Regions from separate parts of the Mus musculus genome. Here regions 1, 2 and 4 are each linked to region 3. The links are chromatin contacts, called in public Hi-C and HiChIP or PLAC-seq maps. All regions are on one chromosome and are shown on one strand. Each heading gives the region's core, a stretch centred on a gene start, on an enhancer-like site or on the middle of the called end of the contact. The rest is flanking DNA. Distances are from core to core; before and after follow the strand shown. Region 1 holds the start of Medag (mesenteric estrogen dependent adipogenesis). Region 2 overlaps Rxfp2 (relaxin/insulin-like family peptide receptor 2). Region 3 holds the start of B3glct (beta-3-glucosyltransferase). Region 4 overlaps Rxfp2 (relaxin/insulin-like family peptide receptor 2).

Region 1 (2,700 bases), core at 184-2,683, 270 kb before region 3:
CTTCAGGCTGTCACCTCTTAACTATAAGCATAAGCCTTGCATTGTCTCCTGTCACTTATCCCAGCAACTCCATTTCTGAGAGGGGAGGGAGTGCAGAAAAGATGGAAAGTGTAATGGTGTGTTACCATAGTAAGAGAAAACAAAGTGATTTTAATGTTGCAGTAAAGGAAAGTCTAGACAAAGAAGAGTGCATTCCTTTGATGGAAAATAGCTTAGTGGTTTGAAATAGTTTACCAAGGCAGTGCTGTTTGAAACACAACGTGCTTCTTACCATCAAATGAAGCAAGCAGAATAAAAATTCTACAACACCTGGGGTGAGGGTGCTGGAGAGATGATGGTTCGGTGGTTATGAGGTGTGCATACATACATGCAAACACTCATACACACACACACACACACACACACACACACACACACACAAATAAAAATAACTTAAAACCTTCAAAAGTAAATGGCAAAAGTGAAATGTAGCAGAAATGCTTCTGTTTGAATCAATTAAACCCAGGCTCTATGGAGGCTCTCAGAGACAAACTGAAGATAGACTCTAAATTTTACCTCTCGGCGCTGCCTGGAGTCTCATGCCAGCTTACCGAGAGCAGAGACTCAGTCAATGTAATTGCTGGAACACATGCCTGCTCCTCTGTTAGACTACAAGTTGGATGATAACAGGGGTTGTGGTTATCCACCCACATTCTCAGGATTTAGCTTATTCTTCATCTTCTACTAGATAGGCTGGAAATAGTCATTTAATTAAATTGAAAGGAATAGTCTTTTCATCCCTCAGGAGACGTGTGAGCACGTAGCCAGAGCACTCAAATATTTATAAACTGAGCAAATTAACAGATTCTGGGACTAGGGCTGGGAAGGCCTGCTAGGGGACTTCCCGCTTGAATCCAAGCACAAAGCTGTCAAGGGGCCACCGGGCAGCGAAAAGCAAGAGGGTCAAGGTCTGGAGTGCACAGGGGATGCAGGAAAACCTTTTGGGAAAGTGGCAGGCCTTCATGGAAGGATGCTGGGTGGGAACCCGCTCCAGGAAGTGCTGAGAGAAGGAAAAGCTGGGTCATCTAGGTGGAGGTGGAGTGAGCTGCAGACAGATGAGGCATAGAATGGGGGATGTAGATACGGATGCAGCAACTCCCAGCCTAAGCTGACAGCCCCTGGGCCCCAGGTGGAGAAGTGGTCAGGAACGCTTTGTGGTACCTGAGGGATTAATCGGCGCTGAGCCAGGCCTGGGCATCTGTCGTGGGGAGGATGCTGCACCATGCAGTGTGGACCAGGCAGGGAGGGCCCCGCGCGGGGGCTGAGTGTCTGACCCGAGTGGGATGACTAAGTTAGTCTTGGCTGTGAGCAGGCGAGGTGGGAGCATGCCAAGTTATGAAACACTGATTGCTCTGCCGGAGCGGAGGAGCATCTGGGGTCCTGCCTGGGGGCCGGAGGGGCGTGCCTGGTGCCTGATAAAAGGGGCTGCGCAGCGCGGGGACCGCTTTCTCAGTGTCCTGCCTGCAGCGCTCCACAAGGGTGGGCAACCTTCAAGGTGACAAGAGGGCTCCTGAGCTACTTACTACTTGCACGCAGCCCAAGGTAGCTCGGGACAGACCACAGATTTACTCCTCCCACTTAGCGACCCTCAGGGTAGGAAGGGGACAGAGCCACAGCCTGAGTATGGCCACTGCAGCGTGCGAGCCTGTGGCCAGACCCAGCCTGACCTCCATTTCATCCGGGGAGCTGCGCAGTCTGTGGACGTGCGACTGCGAGCTGGCCCTGCTGCCCCTGTCGCAGCTGCTCCGCCTACAGCCTGGTGCCTTCCAACTGCGCGGTGAGCAGCTCCTGGTGCCCGGGCCCGGGGAACCCGCGGCCGCACGTGGGGGCTTCAACGTCTTCGGGGACGGCCTTGTGCGCCTAGAAGGGCAGCTCTATCGCCTCAGCAGCTACATCAAGAGGTAGGTGGCCACACCGTGTGCTCTAGCCTGGAGCAAATCCTCTATCTGGCTGCTGCCCTGTCTCTGGTAGACTGGGGACTGGAGATGGAGATAACCTACCTGCCACCCTACAGCCCGAACCCTCCTCCCCCCAGCCCCCAAGCAGGTAACTAGGGCGTTTTGCTGAGAATGTAGGGAGGATCGGGTGGGAAGCACACTCAGTCCCACCCAACAAGCTGGTGGCAAGTTTTTTCCATTCTGCCCTTAAACTAGGTCGGATGAGCTCAGTGTGCAGGCACAACCCTCAGGAGATGTCTTGGATGCGGATCCTCGCACCTAGCTTTAGTTATGAGCGAGAATAACTTTATGCAGCTGGAGCATGCAGATAGTTCATTTTCCCAGAGTAATTGCTCTCTCGGTGTTTCTTAAACCAAGCAACTATAGTGAAGAAGAAAAAGGGCCCCCAGAACCCCAGACCCCGTGTTGGCTCTTGGGTGAATAGACAGCTTGGGCAGAAATAAGGGCAAAGATAGCTTCGTGGTTTTTTGCAGAGCACTGTGAGACCCTGGCCTTTATCCAGTGGTCCTCAGGAGCTGTCGTGGCCAAGAGGACTCAGACGTCCATTGGTAGGCTTGAAGCTGGCAAGGATGTGGAAGCCAACTTTGATCTCAGCATTACCGGGTCACCTTGAAGGAATAGGGTACATGGCCCTCATCCATGTATAATAGGGTGCTCAGTGCCCCAGAACCAAGTGAGTCTGGAGTCTGAGCGATCCGCAGCC
Region 2 (2,700 bases), core at 35-2,534, 400 kb after region 3:
GTTTTTGTTTTTGTTTTTCTTTTCTTCTTCTTTTGTTTTATTTATTTATTTATTTATTTATTTATTTATTTATTTTTCTGAGACAGGGTTTCTCTGTATAGCCCTGGCTGTCCTGGAACTCACTTTGTAGACCAGGCTGGCCTCAAACTCAGAAATCCGCCTGCCTCTGCCTCCCAAGTGATGGGATTAAATGCTTTTCTGGATTTCTTTAAGGGATTTATCCATTTCCTCTTTAAGGAAATGCTATCAATAAAGGCTGATTTAAGGTCATTGTCTTATGCTTCAGCGAGGTTAGAATATTCCTGACCTGCTATGGTAGGATAGCTGTGCTCTCATGGAGAGTTAGTACCCTGGCTGTTGTTGTGTTTTTATACTGGAGTTTCAGCGTCTGGTTTTGGGATGATTAAATATCTAGGCACTGATTGCTGGATTTGTCTTTGTGGGGTGGGTGTTTTGTTCCTTGGTTTCTGTTTCCTCTCTGGATTTTTGGAGCATGTGATGATGTGTGTTGCCTGGTTTTTGTCCTGTTCAGCTCTTGTGTCCATGGGGAATGCCTACTGGTGTTGAAGGCTAAGAGAGATGGGGTGGGGGAAAGAAGGTTGGAAGAGAAGGTCTTTGTGATCCACTGAGAATGAGATCAGAGAGGAAAGGGAGACCTCAGCAGGTTTCCTGCTACAGAGCTGGGATGGGACTGGACCGAGGGCGTCTGAACCCAGGAGCAGGAGGAGAGGTGTGGGTCTGCCTTCAGCCTATTTGTTGCGCCTTGGATTAGCAGGGAGGTGCATGCTGGACTTGGGGTCTGGGACAAAGAAACGAATTGGGGGAAGGAAGATTAGGAAGGGAAGATCTGTGGGATCCACAGAAGATGGGAGAAGGGGGCAGGGAAGTATTTCTGCTGCAGAGCTGAGAGTGAGATTGGGGAGTTGGGTCTTGGGGAACAGAAAGAAGAGGAAGGGGAGGTCTGCAGACAGCCTGCCTGGTTTTCTGGTAGGCACTGATATGTGTTATAAGGCCAAGGATATGTTTTATATAGCATGGTATGGTGCCGTGGGAAGGGGTACCTCAGGGAGCCCATGCTGAGGCACCCCTCCATGGGGGTTGGGGAGAGAGGGAGAGGGAGGGAGAGGGAGAGAGAGAAACGTAGAGATTTGGGCTTAGGGGAGAAAGGGGTCAGAGAGGAAAGGGAGGGGGGGAGGGGAACAGTCCCTTTTATATAGCAAGCCTGGCCTACTAGGCTGTTGCTAGGTAACTATTGGGCGGAGCGTAGAAGGAATGTCAACAAGCCTGACCTGTGCTTTAGCAGTTGCTGCCTGCTGTAATTGCACGAGTGGGAACAGGGAAGTTAGGTGAGGACAGTGTGTGGGATCCACGGGAGATTGTTGTGGGGGAGGTTGCAGTTGGTGTTCTGCTACAGCAGTAGGGATGGGCTGGGGACGGGTGTCGGTGGGGGAGGACTGGACCTGGGGGAGGAGAGAGAGAGAGGAGAGAGAGAGAGAGAGAGAGAGAGAGAGAGAGAGAGAGAGAGAGAGAGAGAGAGAGAGAGAGAGAGAGAGAGAGAGAGAGAAAATCCACTTTCTATTTCCTTTCAAACTTATTTCGCCAGGCACAATCACTTCCTGGATCGTGGTTTTTTTCCTTCCGGTGAACAGCGCCTTAAACCCCATCCTCTACACTCTGACGACCTCCTTTTTTAAGGACAAGTTGAAACAGTTGCTGCACAAACATCGGAGGAAACCCATCTTCAAAGTTAAGAAGAAAAGTTTATCCGCTTCCATTGTGTGGACAGACGAGTCTTCACTTAAACTTGGAGTGTTGAGCAAAATAGCCCTTGGGGACAGTATAATGAAGCCGGTCTCCCCGTAGAGGCTTTGGATTGCTGGACTTTGAGGGTACTACCTAAAACAAGGTACAATTTGGGGAAGATGGCATCTGAGAAGGTTTCCATCTTGGCCAGCAGCCACCCACTCAGCACCAGGGACACAATGGAATGGCTGTTGGCCCCTGCATTCCGGTGGCAGCTCTAGGACCTGTGGACCAAGCTGAGAATAGCATCGCATCCTTGCCGGCTCAGACCTGGCATATACAAGTGAATCCATGTAGACTGATACAGGGTGGATCTCCAGGCAGTCAGTACTGCCTGCCTAGCCCTGGATGCCCACATGTAGACACTGCCATGGCTTCTCTTACACCGAGTTGCACTGTCTGTTAAGTATGGGCATCTATGACATCTTATTCCAGTGTGACCACCAAGGCACAAAATGAACATCTTTGTCATTGCTCTTTCAGTAGCGAATGAAACCGTCAACATCTTATTGATACTTTTGAGAGCTTCTGCAGGCTGCTGGAATAGCAACTTTGACCGCAGTTCTTCGCACCACTTTATCGTGACTAGCATGACCAGACAAGCAGGAGACATGCTGTGGGAGACTAGAGTCAGTCGCCTCTTGACCTCTAAGCTCAGAAAAGCTGAGATCTTAGATGATTTTTTTCTAACATCACCCACAGAGGAAAGGAAATTGGAAACCCAAACTTTCCCCAAAGATTATAATTCTCAAATGCTTTAGAACAATATTTCTATTTCTGGTCAGTTTTTTCTCTCTCTCTCTCATTTAGCACAAAGAGTTAAAGGGAGAGTTAAAATATAACTCAGGACAGCGGGTCTGATCTGGGGCCATTTGTTTAGTTGCACAGATCTCCCCA
Region 3 (2,700 bases), core at 134-2,633:
ATCATCGGATCGGCCACTCTGGAGTTTGAGTTACTGGCAGTCATAAGCCAACAAATGTGGATGTAGGAATGGAACTCAGGCCCTCCAGGAGAGTAGTACATGGTCTTAATCACTGAGTCACCTCTCCATCCTTCCAGGATAATTTCAATGAAAAGTCTGATCCACTAAGCCCTCAAAGTTGTTTGCTACCAAAGTAGGGTCCTCAGTTGTGTTACTTGGCTACTAGATTTTTCTCTCTATTTACATCTTGTTTATAGGTACGGTGTCTAACAAAGGGAAGGAATATTTCCTAGGAGAATGCTAGAAAACTTTAGCAATGGGAAACTGTCTATCAGCTTTAGAACTTCCCAAGAAAGCCCAAGGAGTTAAAGCAGCCAACCAAGAATTTGGAAAAACTGTAGCGCTGGTCTTCATCAGTCAAGAGACTGGCACCAGTCAACAAGAAACACACAGAAACTAAGAAATATGACTGCCAAAGTCTTTATGAGCAGGCTTGCCCTAGAGTTTTACTACCTGTGGTTGGGGGAGATGTTCGGTGAGTCATTTGTCCTGTGACCACAGTGGCTGAAAGGCAACTCTAGCTGCCCTCTAGCCTCGCATCATCTAAACACAAGCCAGGGTTGCTCAGTCAGTCTTTTTTACATCCTTGGAGATGCAGGAGAAACTGTGTTTCTGGGAAGGGTCCCTCTAATTCTTCCCTGTAATTGTTTCCCTCTTTGGTTCACTACAATGTAACTGTAAGGTCCTCAGGTGGAACTCTTCCAGGGTGGGAGGGAGACCCTTCAGGATTCTGTGCTGGAAGGAACTCTGCTTATGTGACTTTTCCACCTCACTCTTCTCTGTGTTCTTAATTGATTCATTTTCATCAAGTATCTTGAATACCCTCTCTCTTCCATCACAGTGAACACTCAAAATAACATTAATAAAAATTTAGCTTTACACCAACATCTATTAAGAGCAAAACTCCGGGCCAAAGCTATTAATCAAATTCCATTTAAGAAGAGGATATTAAGTAAATTAGTTGAGCTGATTAAAAACACCTTCATCAAAGTAGAACATCGGTGCCAACAATATTAAGAGTTGAATTATCGATTTTGCTTTTTATAAAAACTGAAGATAGTCCATTAGCAGGGAAGAAAAAAACGATCCTTCTTCCTTCACTTTGAGGACAGTAAGGGTGATCTACTGCTAGGGATGGGGAAAGAAGTTCTGGGAAGCGAAGGGCATGACGGCAGAGTTTGTCAGAGGGTCAGAAAAGAAGCTCTGAGGTCAGATGCCCAGAGGAGGGCGCGGTCCAGCTGGGCAGCAGGACCACCTACAACCGCGCCGGTTGCGAGCGTACACCGGGGCGCTCCCGATCCCGGCCGCCAGAGGGCGCAGCCCGAGCCGGCGCGGCGCCGGGAAGGAGGAGGGGAGCGCGAGAAGGGTCAGGCGCGCAGGGCGTCCGCGCAGCTCGGCTCCGGGAAGGGCGCGGAGCCTCTGCCTCCGGGATGCGGCCTCCCGCGCTGCTGGCGCTGTTCAGCTGCTCCGCGGGTAAGTAGCGAGCGGCCCGGGCGGGCGCGGGGAGGGAGTCCCGGGGCTGCTGGCCACCCCCGCGCGGTTCCGGCTGCCGCCCGCCCCGTCCCGCCCCGTCCCGGCCGCAGCGCCCTCTAGTGGCGCCACCCTCGGCCCGCGCCCTCTCCATCTCCGCCTCCTTCCGCCGGGGCACGCGGGCTGGTGGGGAGGGCGCGGCCGGGTCGGGAGCCAGAGCCGCGCAACTGCTAGAAACTTTACAAGAGGCCGCGCCTTTCCCGCCCCTGCGCGCCGCCCGTGCGCCCTGCGGTGCACACCTCGCGCCCCACTATGAGCACCCCGCCCTGTGCGCCCCCAGCGCCCCGCCGAATGCTTGCCGCGCTCCGCGGTGTGCACTCCGCACTCCACCGTAGCTATCCTACGCCCCACGGCATTCATGCCACGGCCCGCCGTGTGCACTCTGCGCCCCACTGTGTACACTCCGTGCGCCCCACCGTGTGCACCCTCTGCTTGTGCTTACTCCGTGCCCGGCCGTACACCCCCTGCTCTCTACCGTGTGCCCCTGTGTCCCACAGCTGTGCACTCATGGGTCCCATAGTTGTGCATCCCATACCCCTAGATGTGCATCCCCGCGCCCCACCTTGTGCACACCCCTCGATCCTCCATGTGCATTCCCAGTGCCTGGAGGTGCATATCCCAAGTTTCACCCCTCCCGACCTTGAATACCGTATCCCACCTCACCGTGCATACCCCGCATCCCACTGTGTGCACCCCGCTCTCTACCTTGTGCATCCCCCGTGTTCCGCCCTGTGCACCCTGTACCTCCTGTTGTGGACAACCTGCACTCGGCCATGGGCACCCCTTTTCCCACTCCTCCGTATGTACCCTGGATCTCCTGCTGTGCATGACCGGTGTCCCACTATCTACACCCCACCCCCACCCCCGCCCATCGCCCCAGTCAAGCACACACCGTTTTGCCTTAAATACTCCATGCATCCCATCGTGTGTTCCTTGAGACCCTACCCAGCTTTACAGAACCCTGATACAGCCATTAGCACGCCCCAAGGCGCGCCCCCCTCCCCGTATCCCTTGCGTCACCCCCACCCTGTACCCTCAGCTCCTGCAATTTCCCAGAGACCTCCTCTCTTTGTGTACCACTCCCTAGGAACCTACAAACTTGGCCTGCCT
Region 4 (2,700 bases), core at 19-2,518, 350 kb after region 3:
GTATGCCCGTGTTTATATATGTGTGTATGCCTACGTGTGTGTGTGTGTGTATGTTCATGGGTCTGTGTGTGCATGTGTGTATGCCTGTGTATGTACGTGCAAGGGTGCATGTTTGTATGTGTATGTGCCTACATGTGTGTGTGTGTGTCTGTGCACCTGTGTATGTGTGTGTCTGCACGTGTGTGCATTTGTGCCTGTGTGTGTGTATGCACACACGCACCCACATACATGTTGTGATGTGGTGATTAAACCTGGACCTCACTAGACAAGCATGCTATCTCTAAGCCATGTCCGGCCTCTGAGAACTGACTGAATGAGACCAATGTGGAAGGGATGGTATGACAAGGAAAAGATAATGGGAATACAGAAAAGCAGGTCTGTACTTACTGTAGAGAGCACCTGAGATGCTGGGCAAAGGGTAGACTTGAGAGACATTCCTGTGAGCAAGTAGGGAGGCATCCCCCTTCAGGCATCACCCCTGACCCTGGTCCACGGCCAGGCCATGCAGTCCCCACATGTCTCAGTGTAGGCCGTCTATGTGAGGGGTACCTTGTATCTGTACAAGGAGCATCCTGATCAGGTGATGTCAGGACCCCTGGGTGCGGGGGAAGGGGAGCTGTAAATTGGTGGGATTTGGAAGAATCCTCACTTAGAAGAGCTGTGAATGAAGGTTCTCTGAGACAGGGGAATCCATGACTCAGAATTTGAGAAGCAAGAGATGAGACAGAGGTCCAATCCTCTCTCCTCTCAGTGTTGCACACTTCAGGGATCCATCTAGTCTGTCACTGTCACACTCTGTCCTGCCCCTCCATCCTTCACCCACTCAATGGGCATTCTCTGAGTGTCTCGGTCTTGGGCAGCTTTCAGAAAGAAGGCAGACTCTCTAATCACACTGAACAAGATGGTTATTTTAAACACCAGAACACAGCCAGGCAGGCATGATGGCAGGCTGTGATCTCATCGCTCCATGCTACGGCAGGAGAATTGTACATTAGTGGTCAGCCTGGACTCTAAACAACATGTTTAGAGATGCTCTGACTTGCCAGAAGTAGAGCAGCTTCCAGAAAGTGGACTGATCAAGTGCAAACTGCACAGAGAGCTGCTTCATCCCACTCAGAACACCCAGGGGAGATGATGTTGCCTGTCTTGTTGACTGGCAGCCGACATGACCCGGTTAACATTTCCTGGATGTTGCAGTAGTTAACTCTTAAGTGTGTGGCTGGGGCTCTGTCTGTGACCTTCTGCTCTATGGTTTCCTCTTTCAGTGACAGTGTCATCCTCACCGAGGTGAACAGCACCATTCAGGTCGCCTAGGAAACGGTCTCAGTCAGTCACCTCTGTGGAATGCCCTTTCTGGAAGGCACTCGTGTGGAGGGACCATTAATCCCAAAGATGGGAGAAGATCACTGACCCAAATCATCATGGCCAAACTCATTAAAGCAAGCTTTTTTTATTCATGCTTGGGAGTAGGGGGTTTCTAAATGGAGGATTTAGGGGTGCAAAATAGGTGGGGTTCCAGGAGCAGAGCATAAACATAACAAAGACATAATTGCAAAGTAGGTATAACAAAGTAGACATAGCAACAGGTATCATAACAAGGTAGTTGTAGGTGATCCTATAACCTTTGAAACAAAGGTAGGGTTGCAAGGTGATTATCATCAACCCTTTGAAACAAAGACATGATTGTCATGCCTGGAACAGGCAGAACAGAGCCATTTATAGTTTAAGGACACAGGTGGGGCATAGCCCAATCCTTGAGAAACAGGTTTAATCATAAACAGGAGTGAACCTGATTTGTCTTTACTAAAAGTTGGTTTTCAAGCCTAAGACGGGGATGGGGTTGGGGGTGGGGGGCAGGCTGGTTCTTCAGAACACCCGACTCTCCTCCGTTCCAGTCAACAGTACTGTTGTCAGAAAATCAAACAGGGACCTGACCATCTTTAGTGATTTTTTACATTGCAAACCTAAAAGATCCTTCTCACACATCCCTTCCCAGGAGCCCAGGAGAAGTGTTAACTGGCAACTCAAAGCATCCTTGGGCAGCAGCCCAGCTGGCGGCTCTGAAAGGCAGCTGCAGGGCTATGACATCATGCCAGTGCACAGCTGGAGTACTGACTGGATGGGGGTGGGGGGGCTGGACAGTGGTTTCCTTGCACGGGCCCAGATCTTCTCACTGCTGTAGTTTGGCCAAAGGGGTCCCATGGAAACCTCTGGAAGCCACCAGCTCTGCTTTGATGTTGGCCACCTCCACTTTTATAATCCCTGAGTTTCAATAAGACTGCCTCTCTCTACTGCAGCCAGAGATGGCAGGAGCCCCAGACTGCAGAATATGCCTCCCACAGATGCCCAGTGGGCCTCCCTCAGTATGTGCCAAACACAGCCGGGACTCTTAATTATTATCTAAATTTAATGATTATGAGGGAGAATGAGAAGTACAGTACACAGGACCCGGGATTTTATCTACTCAGAGTTGAAACGGGAGCCCACAGCGTTAGCAAGGTCAGATTCTGAAAGAGGTTCTTTCCTTTTTCAGCTCCTATGGGAGTTGATTTGTTTTTTAAAGTTAATTGAGCACCAAGTGGTGGCAGACATGAAGAAGACAGAGGGCAAAGAGAAAGGAGCTGAGTTCAGTCATTATTTTCCTCTCTTATCCCGTTGACGCTAGAAATGTCCCAAGAAGATGCCACCATGGAGTAGGAA

Evidence for each region. A called contact is a pair of places that touch in the nucleus more often than the background predicts. HiChIP or PLAC-seq counts read pairs in DNA pulled down with a chosen protein or histone mark.
Region 1: an HNF4G HiChIP or PLAC-seq map of pancreatic cancer cells shows a contact between it and region 3. The contact joins the promoter of Medag here to the promoter of B3glct in region 3. A contact is called at or near these places in 1 of 39 promoter capture datasets (liver) and 1 of 115 datasets of contacts at active chromatin or transcription factors (pancreatic cancer cells).
Region 2: an H3K4me3 HiChIP or PLAC-seq map of craniofacial prominence shows a contact between it and region 3, with 4 times the contacts expected there. The contact joins the enhancer-like site here to the promoter of B3glct in region 3. A contact is called at or near these places in 1 of 39 promoter capture datasets (the HPC-7 cell line) and 5 of 115 datasets of contacts at active chromatin or transcription factors (craniofacial prominence, embryonic basal ganglia, embryonic forebrain and 2 more).
Region 4: a contact with region 3 is called in a Hi-C map of uterus, with 2.8 times the contacts expected there. The contact joins the enhancer-like site here to the promoter of B3glct in region 3. A contact is called at or near these places in 16 of 39 promoter capture datasets (the 3T3-L1 cell line, the C10 cell line, the HPC-7 cell line and 9 more), 2 of 15 datasets of contacts at CTCF or cohesin (pro-B cells and stem cell-derived epiblast-like cells), 19 of 484 Hi-C or Micro-C datasets (B cells, CD8 T cells, Sertoli cells and 11 more), 17 of 115 datasets of contacts at active chromatin or transcription factors (T-cell acute lymphoblastic leukemia, astrocytes, cardiomyocytes and 12 more) and 3 of 9 other capture datasets (adipose tissue, embryonic stem cells and pancreatic islet).

What each region holds. Positions count from the first base shown.
Region 1 is chr5:149,410,316-149,413,015 of GRCm38.p6, forward strand. It overlaps Medag (mesenteric estrogen dependent adipogenesis), which reads left to right and starts at 1,434. Exons shown (of 5, transcript NM_027519.4): 1 at 1,434-1,940. The coding sequence starts at 1,663.
Region 2 is chr5:150,079,342-150,082,041 of GRCm38.p6, forward strand. Rxfp2 (relaxin/insulin-like family peptide receptor 2) reads left to right here. Exons shown (of 18, transcript NM_080468.2): 18 at 1,604-2,700. The coding sequence ends at 1,863. Among named protein-coding and RNA genes, the nearest start is that of Gm38755, 18 kb to the left of the region's middle. Within about 2 kb of position 1,285, at least 53 of the 459 cell types and tissues checked have an H3K27ac peak or open chromatin away from gene starts, as enhancers often do. A contact at or near this core is called in craniofacial prominence and embryonic basal ganglia, where this site is marked.
Region 3 is chr5:149,676,847-149,679,546 of GRCm38.p6, forward strand. It overlaps B3glct (beta-3-glucosyltransferase), which reads left to right and starts at 1,384. Exons shown (of 15, transcript NM_001081204.2): 1 at 1,384-1,533. The coding sequence starts at 1,491.
Region 4 is chr5:150,030,108-150,032,807 of GRCm38.p6, forward strand. All of the region lies in intron 1 of Rxfp2 (relaxin/insulin-like family peptide receptor 2), which reads left to right. Among named protein-coding and RNA genes, the nearest start is that of Rxfp2, 13 kb to the left of the region's middle. Within about 2 kb of position 1,269, at least 41 of the 459 cell types and tissues checked have an H3K27ac peak or open chromatin away from gene starts, as enhancers often do. A contact at or near this core is called in cerebral cortex, nephron progenitors, neural progenitor cells and 2 more, where this site is marked.